3 separate regions of the Sus scrofa genome follow, and regions 2 and 3 are each linked to region 1. The links are chromatin contacts, called in public Hi-C and promoter capture Hi-C maps. All regions are on one chromosome and are shown on one strand. The core of a region is the stretch at or near the end of the contact, and the rest is flanking DNA. Distances in the headings are between cores, read along the strand shown. Region 1 holds the start of SIX4 (SIX homeobox 4). Region 2 has its middle 110 kb from the start of SLC38A6. Region 3 holds the start of TMEM30B (cell cycle control protein 50B).

Evidence for each region. Promoter capture Hi-C pulls out the DNA fragments that hold promoters and counts their contacts. Hi-C and Micro-C count contacts between places; a contact is called where the count stands out from the background.
Region 2: a contact with region 1 is called in a Hi-C map of skeletal muscle, with 6 times the contacts expected there. The contact joins the enhancer-like site here to the promoter of SIX4 in region 1. A contact is called at or near these places in 4 of 47 Hi-C or Micro-C datasets (fetal skeletal muscle, psoas muscle and skeletal muscle) and 1 of 2 datasets of contacts at active chromatin or transcription factors (skeletal muscle).
Region 3: a promoter capture Hi-C map of liver shows a contact between it and region 1, with 4 times the contacts expected there. The contact joins the promoter of TMEM30B here to the promoter of SIX4 in region 1. A contact is called at or near these places in 2 of 5 promoter capture datasets (fetal skeletal muscle and liver), 2 of 47 Hi-C or Micro-C datasets (mesenchymal stem cells and psoas muscle) and 1 of 2 datasets of contacts at active chromatin or transcription factors (skeletal muscle).

The regions. Positions count from the first base shown.
Region 1 is chr1:189,680,982-189,683,681 of Sscrofa11.1, reverse strand. SIX4 (SIX homeobox 4) reads left to right here and starts at 1,304. Exons shown (of 3, transcript NM_001244614.1): 1 at 1,304-2,175. The coding sequence starts at 1,304.
Region 2 is chr1:190,034,158-190,036,857 of Sscrofa11.1, reverse strand. No RefSeq gene overlaps it. Among named protein-coding and RNA genes, the nearest start is that of SLC38A6, 110 kb to the right of the region's middle. Within about 2 kb of position 1,382, at least 8 of the 83 cell types and tissues checked have an H3K27ac peak or open chromatin away from gene starts, as enhancers often do. A contact at or near this core is called in fetal skeletal muscle and skeletal muscle, where this site is marked.
Region 3 is chr1:190,170,430-190,173,129 of Sscrofa11.1, reverse strand. It overlaps TMEM30B (cell cycle control protein 50B), which reads left to right and starts at 1,404. Exons shown (of 2, transcript XM_021062472.1): 1 at 1,404-2,700. The coding sequence starts at 2,035.

The sequences.
Region 1 (2,700 bases), core at 55-2,554:
CTGAACCATCTTAATCAGAGAAGCAGATATGGGTTCATCCTTTTTTGAGGTAAGATCTCATGCAAACCATGAAGCAAAGAGATATAACTGCAAAAAGCATCAGACTCCACCCCCAAACCCTTCAGGGCAAACCAGAAGGCAGTCTCCCATCTGTTTATGCTGTAGAAATGGCTGCTGATCCTGCATTGAACTCCAAGACACCTGCACATAGAGATGGTTTCTACCAGGAATATCATCTCTAAAAAACAATTAATACACTTATACTGAAAGGGTTCATCTGGGAGATTTAAATTTCCATACTGTTGCTACTATAATCTAAAGCTTAGACCTCTTCCACTCTGCTGACCCAGGATAAACTTATAGCTAAAAGTTCTATATGCTTAGTTGCATCACCAACTCAGTTGGGCAGCCAGCCCTCCAAGTGACTTAAACACATTTTTTTGAAGCCTTCTTGTTTTCATCTTCTTAGAGGGCTATTTATACCATTTTCAGTGTCCCACCCCCCACCCCCCGCTTTTGGAATTTTAATTTCCTGTAAATGCTTCCCCATTAGAGCATTCCCTAGTGCCATTTTATTCTTGACCCTTTTCAATGCAAAATCCTTAATAAAGACATCAGAAAGGGGAGTGAAGGGCAGTAGAGAGATACCAGGAAAGCTTCTGAATTGTTCTCTGAAATTTTATCATCTAGATGCTGAGGGTGGTCTCTTTGTTAAGAGTTTAGCATCCGCACCTTAATGCCCAACAATTCATATTCCCTCTGGAATCGTAGGGACTCTCTCTGAAAGAGTCTGTTGTCCAGTTACCAGGCCCCATTAGGCATGTTCCCGCCCAGGAGCAGGGCCTGAAAAGAATGTCGGTGCCTCCCTTCAGGTATAGGTGCCTGGGGGTCAGGGGGAGAGGGGAAGGCAAGGGGTGGAGTGGGAGGCGGGTGATCGACAGGGATAGAAACGGTGTCTCCTCCTCCCTCTGAATGTGAAATAGCCAATGAGGTGGCGCGGTCGGGCCGGCCCGGCCGCCAGTGCCATATAGTATGCAGCAACCCGAGGAGTCACGTTGGGGGAACGGCAGAAAGCAGCTATCCTTTTACACTACTTTGCTCTAGCAGCTATCTTAATGGTGACTGCGTGGCCGGGGGGAAACCTGATCGGCCAGATCCAGCCGAAACCGGGAGGGAGGGAGTGGGCTTTCCGGAGGGGGGGAGGGGGGAGGGAGACGAAGAAGGAGGAGTGAGAGAGGGGGAAAGAAAGAGGAAAAGAGTGCGAGGGAGTGAGGGAGGGAGGAAAATAAACAACAAAAAAAAAATGTCCTCTTCCTCCCCCACCGGGCAGATTGCAAGTGCGGCGGATATCAAGCAGGAGAATGGGATGGAAAGCTCCTCGGAAGGGCAGGAGGCACCCCGAGAAGTGGCGGGGGGCGCGACGGCGGGGCTGAGCCCCCCGGCTCCAGCCCCCTTTCCCCTGGAGCCGGGGGACGCCGCGGCCGCCGCCGCCAGGGTGAGCGGAGAGCAAGGGGCAGTATCGGCGGCGGCGGCTGGAGCAGCGGCCGATCAGGTACAACTCCACTCGGAACTTCTGGGCAGGCACCACCACGCCGTGGCCGCCGCCGCCGCTGCTGCGCAGACCCCACTGGCCTTCTCGCCAGACCATGTAGCCTGCGTGTGCGAGGCGCTGCAGCAGGGGGGCAACCTGGACCGCCTGGCCCGGTTCCTGTGGTCCCTGCCCCAGAGCGACCTGCTACGTGGCAACGAGAGCCTGCTGAAGGCGCGGGCGCTGGTGGCCTTCCACCAGGGCATCTACCCTGAGCTCTACAGCATCCTCGAGAGCCACAGCTTCGAATCGGCCAACCACCCGCTGCTGCAGCAGCTCTGGTACAAGGCACGCTACACCGAGGCCGAGCGAGCCCGCGGCCGGCCGCTGGGCGCCGTGGACAAGTACCGGTTGCGCAGGAAATTCCCCCTGCCCCGCACCATTTGGGACGGCGAGGAGACGGTGTATTGTTTCAAGGAGAAGTCGCGCAACGCGCTCAAGGAGCTCTACAAGCAGAATCGCTACCCTTCGCCCGCCGAGAAGCGGCACCTGGCCAAGATCACTGGCCTCTCCCTCACCCAGGTCAGCAACTGGTTCAAGAACCGCCGGCAGCGCGATCGGAACCCCTCTGAGACCCAGTCCAAAAGGTGAGCGCCAACTTTCCTCCTCCTCCCCCTTCCTCTCCCCCACCCCCTTCCCAGCTTTCTTTTCCTCCAAGTGCTCGCAAACATGGCGCTTACCTTCCCCACCAGCTTGGTCCGGCTGCCCACCTCTCCCCGCCCCCTACCTCTCTCCCCGGCCGGGGGGAGGGGGGGCAGCGGTAGCGAGGGGCGGGAGAACCTCACTCTTTACCCTCCCCCACCTCCCCCAAGAAGTTTCTCGTCGCCCGCCTAGGTCTCAATCCCCGCCCCCACCGCGGCTGGTCACTGCTGCCCGGTTTCCCACCCCCATCCCGCTGGCTTTGAAGTTGGCACTCTGTCCCCGGTTCTGGCCGGGCGAAGGGGCTTGTGTAGGCGCCGGAAAGGCAGCTCTCGTGGCCGCCGGCGGCCTACGGAGGTTGCCAGCGCCCGCCGGGGTCTGCACCTCCACTGGGTTACACCGGCCTGGCGCGCGCACGCGCTCCGGGACCCCTGGGGTTCAGCTGCCCGGAGCCTGCGCTGAAGATGACCGTG
Region 2 (2,700 bases), core at 133-2,632, 350 kb before region 1:
TTGGACGTGCATCCAAGCTGTTGAGTTGTCTGTGCATGGGTGTATGCGAGGCCTCCCACTGTGCAGGACAGAGGAGGGTTTGGAAGAGAAAGACTCTCCATTCGTCCCCCATAGGTATCAAGGACAGACCTGGAGGTAACCTGTGGGGTCCTTTTCTTACAGTTCTGGAATCTTTTCCACACCAATCACAATATCTGCAACCCCACCTCTGAGCAAAGAACAGCAAGAAAGGGAGGCTGAGTGCATGCATCTCAAGTGACTCCAGAAAGATAAAGACACACCTTGATGCCCCGCAGGTAGCATGAAAGACAAAAGGAGGGGCCACCTCTCTTTCTGGCCTGTAGTCCTAACTCAGGCTCCTCTGCAGAATCTTTACATCTTTCATGAAAACCAGTAGGTCTCCCCCGTACCTCTGCTCTGATGACAAGGCAGCCCCTTTTCCTGGGGAGAAAAGCCACCTGGATTATCCCCCCCACACACACCCATGTCTGGCTGCCTCGTCATCTTTTTAATAATCTCATAGGAAAATATATTGTTTTTCATTTGCCTCTTAGTTCCTCCCTCCTCTAGCAATTTCTTCTTTCTCCCTCTGAAACCTTATTTTTGCTGTATGGAACCCTGGGCTATAGATTGCCTTAAAAACATGCACTGTAAAGTAAACACATATGGCTGTATCTCTGAATTGTCCAGATCAGGTCCAGCTGTAGAACTTCACCCTTCCAGCTGTTTCCTTGTGAACAGCCCAACAACTGCAGGATCCTGGCTTAAAAGCTACTGTTACTGGTCAGGAGCTCCACGGACACGGTTCACCTTAGATCACCATGAAGAATCGGAGCAGCCCAGGTCAATGGCCCAGGCCCAGGCCCCTGACAAAGCAGGCAGGGTACTGCTGCAGCCCAGGGGCAGGGTGGGGGGAGGGCAGAGAGTGACCCCAGGCTGCCAGAAGCTACCTGACACCTGTGTCCCCGGGGTGTTTCATAAGCCCCAACAGCTCCATAGTTTTAGGGGAAGCGGGGGCTCCCATTACTGTACCAGCCCGTCACCTTCCCTGGAAAGTAACTCCCACCCCACTTTGAACTTTGTCCCCGGTGAAGGAGGGGAGGTGACTGCATATGTCAAAAAAGGTCCAGTCTGGCCTCAAAGAAAGGGCTGCACTGTCTCCCTCTCACAGAGCCCTCTGCAGTTCCTTTTAATCCGCTTACTCGGTGCTCCCCTCAGGTGGGGGGAGCACAGATCCCTCTGTCAACAGCTCTATCTAGAGCAGCCCCGGGGCCAGCCCAGCCTTCACCCTGGCCCCTCGGCCTGCTCGGCGCTCCCTGACCCCGGGACTCAGCTGTGAGAATCAATCATCTCCTTCCAGAACTCATCATTCAGCAGCTGCGGGGCCTCAGCTATTTTTACTGCCCTGGGAAACCCGTGGCCAAGGACGTGCTGGGCTACCTTTGCAGGAGGTGTTGCTGCAGAAAGAAGCCACGGGTTGTCAGGGCAGCTGAGCCTCTGCCTCAAGGTTAAACCCAAAGTGTCTGCCCTAGAACAGGAGAGCACTTGACCTTCCGCTGTGCTGCAACATGAAGGCTTATGTGGGGGAAGCAGAGGGGACCGGCCCAGGGCTGAGGTAGAAGGGAGGGGGAGGGGAGCGGGGTAGACACATGTGTGCCTGGGCTTCTCCTACCCAACAGGGGTGTCAGAAATCATAACAGCTCAGGCACCTGCGCTGCCCCCGCCAAGAAACACCCTTCAACAACCAACACACACAGGGAGCCTTCTATGCGCTGGCCTGGCTCTGGGCCTGGCAGTTCAGGATCTGCCCTGGAGCTGGCCAGCATCTAGAGAGGCCAAATCTCACAGAGCATCACCAAACCCACAAAGAGAGCTTCCCGGTCAGTCCACCCATCACCCTGTTCTTTGCCAGCCTGAGTTTATAACTCTCTTGGTTCCCAGGGGAGGAACCCACGGGGTGAAGGAGCAGGTGATGCAAAGCATTTTAGATTTGCAAAGGTTCATCCGACACCCTAAACAAGCTCCTTCAGCACAGTCCTCTGAGGTAAGTCAGTATTTTTAGTCTGTTTAAAAATAGTCTGGACGGCCAGCAGCTCGGCTGCCTGTGCACACGTGTGCTTTGCTGAGTGGGAAGAGCAGAACTTACCGAGGAGGTCCTATCAGCCACAGGTGGGACAGGTCTCAGGCTCCCTCTATGTCTCCCATCTCCAGAAAGGAAAGAAGGTGGTCTGGAAAGGAAAGATGAGGTCTGAGGCTCTGCTGTTTGCACCTCTGTGACCTCTTGGGTGGCAGGGAAGCAGAACCATGAAAAACTCTGATGGAGGGATGGGTGATGGGGTGGCTGATGGTCTGGATCCCATTCAGGCTCCAATGAGGTGAGTCCAGATCCAGTTCTCCCTGAGCTGGGGAACAGGCTGGTGTGCCATTGCCTCCCTGGTCTGTTGAGGAGGAGCTGGGAGGCTAAAGGCTCAGATTCAAGGTGGAAAGGGAGATACTCATGGAACGTTATGTCTCTCAGAGCAGGAGGCAGGCGTGAGGGCTGCTTGGGTTACGTGAGACAGTGTGTGACCTCGCCTGGGTGGGGCAGCAGCATGAGGTCCTGAGAGGTTTGTGAACCACCCCAGGGCCCTGGAGTCCAGTCAGGCCCAAGACCTCCCTCCGTGCCCCAGGCTCTCTGTGGCTGTGATCGACCAGGCACTT
Region 3 (2,700 bases), core at 155-2,654, 490 kb before region 1:
AAGCTATCAAGGCTCTCAACTCTACAGGAGGACTCACACCTCAGGGCAGTGGTTAGACTAAAAATTCCACTAGATTAAGTTTGGGGAACTGAATTCCTTCCTAGAGACGGTTTTGTGGACTCTGTGTCAAGCCAACTGATGACTCGATGATATAGGGGTGGGTGGAAGCCACCAAAATGATACAGAGAACTATTTATTCATTTATCTTACTGGAAAATGGGTGTAGTACAGACTGGATCACACTGTAGGAACCTGTTGACAATACTGGGCATTTCCTCCCTTGGGGTATGATTAGAAGTAAGGGAAGTGGAAATCAAGTCATCAAGTCTCCCTCATATTCACTAACAGCTAAAGCTTCCAACTCATATGCATTCTATTCAACAAGGTGGAATGAATTTTCCATTGTTAAAATGATGCTACTTTTAACTTTTAGTATCATTCTTATAAAGCACCATTTGGTACTTGAGTATATATTGTCTGTTGGCTATTTTGATTCTTTTTTACTCCTAAGTAATATGTCCCTTGTTAGACTGCAAATGTCTTGAGGTCAAGGGTCTTTTTCAGCCTAATTTTCTTGTCTTCTACATTGCTTAGCATAGGGCTAATACTTGAAAGATGCTAAAAACAAAATAAAACCAAAAAAAAAATTAAAAAATAAAACCAAAATGCTGTTGCTCAATTTAGCAAGAATTTTAACTTTCCAAATTTCAGTGGATTTTGAATGACTCCTGAATGTAATGTATTATTCTAAGTGCAGAGTGTAACTCAGAAAATATTCAAGCTATTTGAATATCAGAAAAATTCAAGCATTCTCTGAGCTCAAAGAGACTCAGGAACACCTCAATACATAAGGAGGATTTAGAACAAAGCTGAAATGGCCAGACAATCCCTTGTGTATACTTTACCAACCTAAATATAAAAGCCAGAATCCCAAGCAATGTTCAGAGTTAATTTGGGTTTTCTTTCCAATAAGTCCTATAAATCCTTGAAGGTCATCTCCTTTGGCCAAACAGCCCCAGCATCCTTGCCTGTGGATAGCAGCTGGGTCTTTTGGGACCTTGGATGGGACCTTTTTCCAGTCAGGCAAATAATCTGAAAAGGAAAAAAAATAAATCACATGTAGTCCAGGGCATTTTTCTCCTTGTATGGTTTGTCCACTAACTTGAGAGATATTTAAAGGCTCTGAACATCTTGCTTTCATTGATTCTTTTTGGAGTCATATTATTTTCAGAGAAGTTTCCACTTTTCTCAGTTATCCCACCTAATTGGGGCACCTGGCCAGAAAATCATTTTCCCTTTAAAAAAAAAAAAATGCTAGAATTTGAACGCAGGCTTTGAATTCGAAACAGATTTACCAGAGCGTAATCCCAGAGCATTACAATTTGTGGCTAAAGTTGACTGAAAGAGGGTCCATAAGTTAACCCACAAAGAAGAGAGGGCCTAAAGACGTTTTCATTTCCTTTCAGATAAAAGATGATTAATTACCTGAAATCTTCAAGTCTCCAGAACTCACGGTGGAACTTTGCGCTGGGGGCTGCAGCTTCTACGATTTCAGGCAAGACTGGCCCGGGCACTCCAGTCACTCATAAGGCGGAAGGGAAAGAAGTACCTGAACAGGGTATGAGCCTCTCAGTCGCAGCCTAGGGCCGCCACTCACCTTGGGGAGGAGGAGCTGGCGTCCAGAGCCACCCCGGCGGGGAGGAAAAGCAGCCCTGGGCTGCCAGGTGAGGTAAGGAACGCCCCGCCAGCTCACCTCCGTAGAGGCGGGGCGCGGTTCCCGATCACTCATAGGGGCGGAGCCGTCTGAGCACCTGCGCCAAGGCGGAACTGAGGGGTCTGGTCACTGCACGGAGGACCTAGCACCAAGCCTCACCTGTGCGGGGGCCGGAGGCGGGGCCAGAACTCACCTGAGCAGGCGGCGACTTGCCCCGGGGGTAACCCCGGGCTGGCCTAGCGCGGAGGGGGAGAAGCCCCCGGGCGGCTCCATCCGTACGTCCCCATCCGTACGCCCCCGCGTCGGTCCGCGCGGCAGCCATGACCTGGAGCGCCACGGCTCGGGGCGCGCACCAGCCGGACAACACCGCGTTCACGCAGCAGCGCCTCCCCGCCTGGCAGCCGCTGCTGTCAGCCAGCATCGCGTTGCCGCTCTTCTTCTGCGCGGGCCTGGCCTTCATCGGCCTGGGCCTGGGCCTCTACTACTCTTCCAATGGCATCAAGGAGCTCGAGTACGACTATACCGGCGACTCGGGCCTCAGCAACTGCTCGGTGTGCGCCGCAGCCGGGCAGGGCCGCGCGCCGCCGCCCCGCTGCTCATGCGCCTGGTACTTCTCTCTGCCCGAGCTCTTCCAGGGCCCCGTGTACCTCTACTACGAGCTGACCAACTTCTACCAGAACAACCGGCGCTACGGTGTGTCCCGCGACGACGCGCAGCTGAGTGGGCTGCCGAGCGCCCTGCGGCACCCGGTCAACGAGTGCGCCCCCTACCAACTCAGCGCGGCCGGCCTGCCCATCGCGCCCTGCGGCGCCATCGCCAACAGCCTCTTCAACGACTCCTTCTCGCTGTGGTACCAGCGCCAGCCCGGCGGGCCCTACGTCGAGGTGCCGCTCGACCGCACCGGCATCGCCTGGTGGACCGACTACCACGTCAAGTTCCGCAACCCGCCGCTGGTGAACGGCAGTCTGGCGCTAGCCTTCCGGGGC